Linked DNA regions of Macaca mulatta: region 2 is linked to region 1. Evidence: chromatin contacts called from public Hi-C data. All regions are on one chromosome and are shown on one strand. Each heading gives the region's core, a stretch centred on a gene start, on an enhancer-like site or on the middle of the called end of the contact. The rest is flanking DNA. Distances are from core to core; before and after follow the strand shown.

Region 1 (3,576 bases), core at 349-2,848:
ACTGCATCCTCCGCCTGCCTCCCGGGTTCAAGCGATTCTCCTGCCTCAGCCTCCCGAGTAGCTGGGACTACAGTACAGGCGCGCGTCACCATGTCCGGCTAATTTTCTTATTTTTTTTTTAGTGGAGATGGGGTTTCATCATGTTGGCTAGGATGGTCTCGATCTCCTGACCTTGTGATCCAACCACCTCGGCCTCCCAAAGTGCTGGGACTACAGGCGTGAGCACTTAGTCTGGGACTAAGAGGAGCCCGGCCGGACCTCTCAACCTACATCTAAACAATGCCAACCAAAGGGAGTATGGAGTAAAGAAAGGTATCTCAGCATTAAAAGAAAGAAGTTGGCTGGCAAGGTGGCTCACGCCTGTAATCCCAGCACTTTGGGAGGCCCAGGCGGGCGGATCACTTAAGGCCAGGAGATCGAGACCAGCCTGACCAACATGGTAACCCGTCTCTACTAAAAATACGAAAAACAGCCGGGCGTTGTGGCGCGCGCCTGTAGTCCCAGCTACTCGGGAGGCTGAGGCAGAAGAATCGCTTGAACCCGGCAGGAGGAGGTTGCAGTGGGCCAGGATCGCGCCACTGCACTCCAGCCTGGGCGACTGCTATGTCTCAAAAAAAAAAAAAAAAAAAAAAAAAAAAAGCAAGCAAGTTCCAATAAGTTCAATGTGGCTGGGAAAGAGATGCTAGAGAAAGCAGTGAGAAACTAGGAAAGGTGGGTAAGGACCAGATAATGAAGACCTTTGCAAGCCTTCCAGTGTGAAGCAACTTTAACGTCTAAAGCAGAGGCGTCATGATTAGAAAGACGTTATAGATCTTTGTGGATCTGGGCAAAGGAAGAATCCTTGAGCAGCAAACACGCCCCCGGAGTCGTCCAGGTTAGAAATGGCGGTGGCCTACACTAGAGACACCGCAGAAAGGACTGGAGAGAAATACATGTTAGTCGGAAAAGAAGGTAGAATCTCCCGACACAGTAGTGACCAGCTGGGAGTAAAGGTGAGAAGGGTATCGGTGGTGACTTCCGGTTTCTGGATCCCGCCGGTAGCCGAGGGGCGACGGCCGACCCAAAGCTCACCTCCCCACTGCACGCCGCCCCTGGATCGGTCCGTGTCTCCTTGGAGACCGTGGAGAACAGAACGGCCGGCGTGCGGTTTTCGCTTTGCACTCCTGGTGCCCAGACGGCGCTGCAATCCAGCAGAGGAGCCCGAGGAGAGGCGCGGAAGCTCTGGGTGCACACGACTGGCCCGGGACTGGGTAGCCCAACCGAGAGGGCGGCGAGTTCCGCGGCCACGCAAGAGGCGTCGGGGAAGCAGCGGAGGCCTTGCGTGCGCGCGGGCTTCGGCCTCCAGATTCCGTGGAGTCCCGGGCCCGATCCCCCCGGGGCTGGCCTCCTGCCCTACGTGGGCCCCGCGCGCGCCCACCTGGAACTCACGGTGGCGGATCCGCCTTTACCTGAGGGTTGCAGCACCGGCTCCAAGTGCGCCTGCGCCGCGCATGCGCAGAGCGCTCGCCTCCCGGCTTCGCCTCCCAGACGCGACGGGGCGGAGCGGAAGCGCTAGGAGCACTGCAGGTTTCGTTATCCTGTGTTAGGTCACTCCGGAAAGGGGAAAGCAGCCCACAGCGTCGCGCGGCCCGGAAACAACACAACGAGGCCCCATCTTTTAGATTCGAGTTTAGGCCCCGGGGTGGAGGCTCCGGACTGGGCCCCCTACAACGGCAGTGCGCAGGCGCGAGGTCTGTATCGCGAGACCATAAAGTTGCCCGGGTAACCAGACGCTCAGGGCTTGGACCTTCTAGTTGTTCGGAGGCCAGCCTACCGCCAGTGGTATCCCGAGGGCAGGCTCTCTCCGGGCGTCTGTGCTCCCCTCTCTCTTATAACCCAGTTTCTACCTTTCAGTGCCTGGGAGTCTTAGCCCTCTATCTCTATTCCCTTTTCTGTATTTGCTTTGCCTCAGGGACGCACAACCCCAGCCCCTGTCCCAGTGAACCCGTCGCCATGGAATCCCTGCAGACTCCCCAGCACCACGAAAATCAAGATAAAAGGGAGAAGGAGTGTGGGGTAAAACACATGCCTATGGGCAATAATGCAAGGAATCTTGAGCTCCGAAAAGAGAAAGGCGATAGGAGTTGCCTTGAGTTCAGCAACAGCTGCGCGGAATATCCTGTCCGGTGTACACTGTGGCTGCTCCAAGCAATGGAGACTAAAGTTACCATCGGAGTCGCTGCAACGTCAGGGACAAGTGATGAAGCAGCCTAATAACATTTTAAAACTCAGGATTCTGGATCCGTTGATCTACCCTTGGCCAGAACTTAGAAGACGGCAGGTTGCTTCTGACCTAATGAGCCACCTCCTCCTCCCCGGTTTTTCCGGCCTCACTTGGGCCCCCTTCCTTTTCCTCTTCTATATATCTGCCTCCTTTTCTCACTCTCTTCACTGTTCGTTTTGTTTCCTATTTTCTGGTATAGTTTCTGTGCTTTATTATTATTATTTTTTTGAGACAGTTTCGCCCTCGTGTCCCAGGCTGGAGTGCAATAGCGTGATTCTGGCTCACTCCAACCACCGCCTCACGGGTTCAAGCGATTCTCCTGCCTCAGCCTCCTGAGTAGCTGGGATTACAGGCACAGGCCACCAGCCCAGCTAATTTTTGTATTTTTAGTAGAGACAGTGTTTCACCATGTTAGTCAGGCTGGTCTCGAAATCCTGACCTCAGGTGATCCGCCTGCCTCGGCCTTCCAAAGTGCTGGGATTACAGGCTTGAACCACGGTGCCCAGCCTCTATGATTTCAATTTTCATGTTTAAGTACCTGTGTAGAACCTAACTGTCCATAAAGCAAACACACAAAGAAGATTTGGCTTTCGGTCAGAGATCATTGGAGGTGACACAGGGTAAAGTGCAATGTGATTTTTATCGGAATTAGTAAGATTAAAAAGAGATGACAGTGAGTTTGTAAGAACAGGTTTGTGTTTCATCAAATGAATTGTGTGAATTCGCTATGATGAACTGCAAGCAGCTTGCATGTCCAAAAACAAATAGAGACACACGGGTCTAATTAAAATGCTAAAGTAATAGGAAGGAGACATCCATACGTTTTTGTCCCCCTAAGGTTCCAGATTTATAGTTTGAGCATCATCTCAGCTTACATTTTCTCTATGGAAAACATCAGCCATTACATTACTTGGCTCTGGGTTGAAATCCTAACTTCAACTGAAGATCTTATGACCTAGTCAAGTTTATTAACCTCCTCTATGAAGTGATAAAAATAGTATCTCTTGTGAGGATTAGAAGAGATGATCCTCTATGCTAAGATGATTATTATGTGCGGAACACATAGTTAAGTGCTTGATAAATTGAACTGTGGTGAATCCAGTCTCAACCATGGCAAAACTAAGTTAATAAAAATGAAACATAACCTCTATTATTTTAGTGCTTGTGTTTTATTTTAAAACTAGCAGTTTAATTTCTACAAGGATTTTGCTAAAATTAACAAGTACATTTTGAAAGTAATTTCTCTCCCTCTTGTATCACACAGACATTACAACCAAAAAGTAACAAACATGCTCCCATGACCCAATCACACC
Region 2 (3,576 bases), core at 426-2,925, 270 kb before region 1:
GGGGTCCCTAGGCTCAATGAAAGTCTAGAGGTTTTTCTTTTGGCGGGGGGGTGTGTTTTGAGACAGGGTCTCATTCTGTCATCCAGGCTGGAGTGCAGTGGCACGATCTTGGCTCACTGCAACCTCCCCCCTCCCAGGTTCAAGTGATCCTCCCACCTCAGCCTCCTAAGTAGCTGGGACCACAGGCATGCACCACCGTGCCTGGCTAATTTTTTGTATTTTTGGTAGAAGCAGGGTTTCACCATGTTGTCCCAGCTGGTCTCTTAACTCCTGAACGCAGGCCATCCACCTGCCTCAGCCTCCCAAAGTGTTGGGATTACAGGCATGAACCATCACACCCAGCCAAGTCTGGAGGTTTTTGTGAAGAGTTTCAATTTTAGGGTCAGACTGACGTTCTTATTAGCATCTCGGCTCTGCCACTGACCAGGTGTGCACTTTTGGACAAATTCCTTAACCCTCCTTAGCCTCTTTTCTCATTTGTGAATGGGGATAATGCTAACTACCTCTTAGATCATGTATTGTGAAGATGGACAAAGAGTCTGATTGACCGAACTACAGTCAGGCTCCGGAACCTTCTTCTAGGCCCAGTTGTGCCCTTCCTTGTAAAATCTACTTTCAGGAAGAACCCTGCTAAGTCAGTTTCAAGAATCCCCCACCCTGGATATCTGATCAGCTTCCCCGTCCACCCCGTCCCGCCCCAGCCCTGCCAGGGTCTGTCTGATCTTCAAGAATCCTGTTAGAATCCCCCTTCCCCCGATGCTTCCTCTTAGTAATTTTCCATTCCCTGCCTCCCACCCTGGTCCTCGGTTATAAATCCCCACTTGTTCCTGCTGTATTCAGAGTTGAACTCAACCTTTCTCCCCCACTGCAGAATCCCATGGTAGCGCCTATACCTATTGCCTTGGTTCCAAAGAGGGTCTTCTTTGCTGCGCTTTCACACGTGTCATGGAATAATCTATTTTCTTTAATAGGACAGAAATTTTTAAAGCACCTAGGGCCTCAAAAGAGGTGGATTTCCTCCCCGCCCTAACCCCTAGAACTATCCAAGTACCATTCCACCTGAAGCTGTCCACCCGCCAACACGTAGGTACTGCAGGCCTACTGCAGTCTATACTGGCTTAGGGAGTGTTCTTGCGGATCTTTAACACTGGGTGTGAAATCTACATTAGGGGACACAACTATATTAGGATGGCATGGGGGCGGGGGGGTTACATCCAGATACCATGTCTCCTGCGGCCCCTCGGGTGGCCTGGTGTGATGAAAAGGGCTCCGCCCTGAAAGGCAGGTCTGGCTCTTCTGCGGGGCTGCGGGGATGGGGCGAGCCGTGTTGCCGGGGTTTCGGGCGGGGGGTGCGAGGCAGCGGCGCCGGGCGGGGGCTCCCTCGGCGCGGCGGCCGCCAGGTGGCACCACGGGCCCGGGGCCTGGACGCGGGCAGGGGCAGCGGCAGCGGCGGCGGCGGCGGCGGGCGGGGCAGGAAGGGGTTAAGGAACTGGCGGAGCAGCAGCCGCCGCCGCCGCGGCTCTTCGGGGAAACCCGGCGCGGTGCGCGGGAGGGAGCGGCCGGGGCGGCGGGGCCGGGCCAATCGGGCGGCGGGCCCGGCGCGCGGAGCCAGCGACATGGAGGGGGGCGCGGCGCCCGGCCGCCCGTGACGCGCCGCCGCCCGGCCCGCTCTCCGCTAGCCCGAGCCGCCGCCGGCCCTGCGGCGGAGATGAGCAGGTCCGCGGCGCTGCTGCTGTGCCTGCTGGGCTGCCACGTCTGGAAGGCGGTGACCAAGACGCTGCGGGAGCCCGGCGCGGGAGCGCAAGGTCGGTGGGCGGCGGCGGGGCCGGGGGCTTTGTGTCGCGCCGGGCCTGGCGCGGAGGCGGCGCAGGCGGCGGCGGGAGGGTCCCTGGCCGCGTGGTGGCGGCGCAGCCCGAGCCGCAGCGGGAGCCTCCGGGCCTGCAGCCCCCCTGCAACGCGCTCCCGAGGGGGCGGCGCGGGCCGGGGACGCGGGGTGACCTGGGCAGAGGCTTCTGGGGCCGGGGGCCGGGGTCGGGGGCCGGGGGCCGGGGCCAGGGGTCGGGGCTGGGTCGGGCGGGGGGCACGCGCAGCTCCAGCTGCTGTCGCCGCTGCGGCGGGGGCTCGTCTGGATGCGCTCGGGGGTCCCCTTTATGCCGCGCCTGGGACACGCAGCTGTGTCTCCGATGCAGCCGCGGACAGAGGGGCCGCCCAGGGCGCGCCGCCGGATCGCACTCCAGCCTCCCCGCGCCGGGCTTGGGTCTGGGAAGCCCCAGCTGCTGGGCTGCGCTGGGCCCTTTTGTTGTGGCGGGAGGGGACGGCCGCCGCCCCGGGGTGCCCCCTGTGTCCCGGGACCCCGAGGTCCGCGGCCGCTGCCCGCCATCAGCCACTAGCCTGCCGCAGTTTGGGAAAGTTTGGGGGGTTCTCTCCCCCTGCCTATCTGACGTCTCTTCCAGACCATAAGGGATTTGCTTAGCGGCCCAGGAATAGTCTCTGGAAGGGGAGAAAGAATTGAACTGGGAGGCCCTCATCGCTCACCAAAAAAAAAAAAAAAAAAAAAAATCCTTTCCAGGTCTGTTTGTCGCCAGCTCGTGCCTTTTGTCTCGTCTTTGGCCTCCACAAATCTGCTTTCCAGCCCCGGGGGTAACGTGGTCGCCTCTGAGAATGGCCACGAGCCTGTCTTTTGTTTTTAAAATCAGCGTTTTTTGAGGGGTCCCCCCCGCCCCACCCTAAAGCTTCCTTGGCACATTTTTGTAGGGACAGCGTCGAGGGCTCCTCTGTTGCTGGCGTTTTCAAAAGGGCCACTGAGGCCCGCAGATGAGCCTCTGCATTCACCCAGCAGCGCACCACTGCCTGGGCTTTTGCTGGGGGCTCAGGTCTCCGCGAGGGAGCTCCCTGCAGCCCTGTAGAACCCCCGGTTTCCAAGCCTGAGGCCTGTCCCGGCAGAAGGGTGTGTGTCCTGCAAAGTTGGCCCTGCAGGCCGAAGAAACGAGGAGTGCTGCATCCGAGGGTCTCCTTGCTGGGACCCCCTTTCCTCGGCTAACCCGCTCAGGGTGCCTGAGAGCAGAGACGCCCGGGCTTCCACCACGATGTTGTCACGGGGAGGAAAGGCTCTGCCAACAGTCTGTTGGGTTGAGTTTTGTTGCCTACATGTTGAGTTGAAGGTTTTCATATCTGGCACTTGCAGTATCATTTCCTGGAATATCTTAAATGCATTGCTGCTTCTATGGCCATGGTAGAATATGACCGTTATGAACTGTGTATAGTTTTAGTAATGCATATCATGGAAGAGCAGACAGCCACAAAATACAAAAAGACCTATATTTCTCTTCGTGTAGGAAACAAATGTTTAGGACATTAGATCATCAGTGTTGCATTGTAGCTTCTTTTATTAATACCCTACTGCTTTTTGAATCAGCTATTTTAGAGAATGATATTTGCACTTCAGCGAGACCATTAATTTTAAAGAGCAAGTTGAATTTTTCGTTTTGCACTTGAAATACCAATATATGGAAATATTAAATTCATGCACTTCTGAAATAGAGAAAGGATGGCATGTCTTCAATGTATACATGTATA

What was found. Hi-C and Micro-C count contacts between places; a contact is called where the count stands out from the background.
Region 2: a contact with region 1 is called in a Hi-C map of fetal cortical plate, with 2.3 times the contacts expected there. The contact joins the promoter of FAM171A1 here to the promoter of RPP38-DT in region 1. A contact is called at or near these places in 2 of 14 Hi-C or Micro-C datasets (fetal cortex germinal zone and fetal cortical plate).

What each region holds. Positions count from the first base shown.
Region 1 is chr9:16,670,951-16,674,526 of T2T-MMU8v2.0, reverse strand. RPP38-DT (RPP38 divergent transcript) reads left to right here and starts at 1,598. Exons shown (of 4, transcript XM_015146537.3): 1 at 1,598-1,730; 2 at 1,952-2,097; 3 at 2,099-2,398; 4 at 2,400-3,411. The coding sequence starts at 1,993. The coding sequence ends at 2,462. RPP38 (ribonuclease P/MRP subunit p38) reads right to left here and starts at 1,483. Exons shown (of 2, transcript XM_028826012.2): 1 at 1,418-1,483.
Region 2 is chr9:16,938,564-16,942,139 of T2T-MMU8v2.0, reverse strand. FAM171A1 (family with sequence similarity 171 member A1) reads left to right here and starts at 1,675. Exons shown (of 8, transcript XM_028826015.2): 1 at 1,675-1,805. The coding sequence starts at 1,709.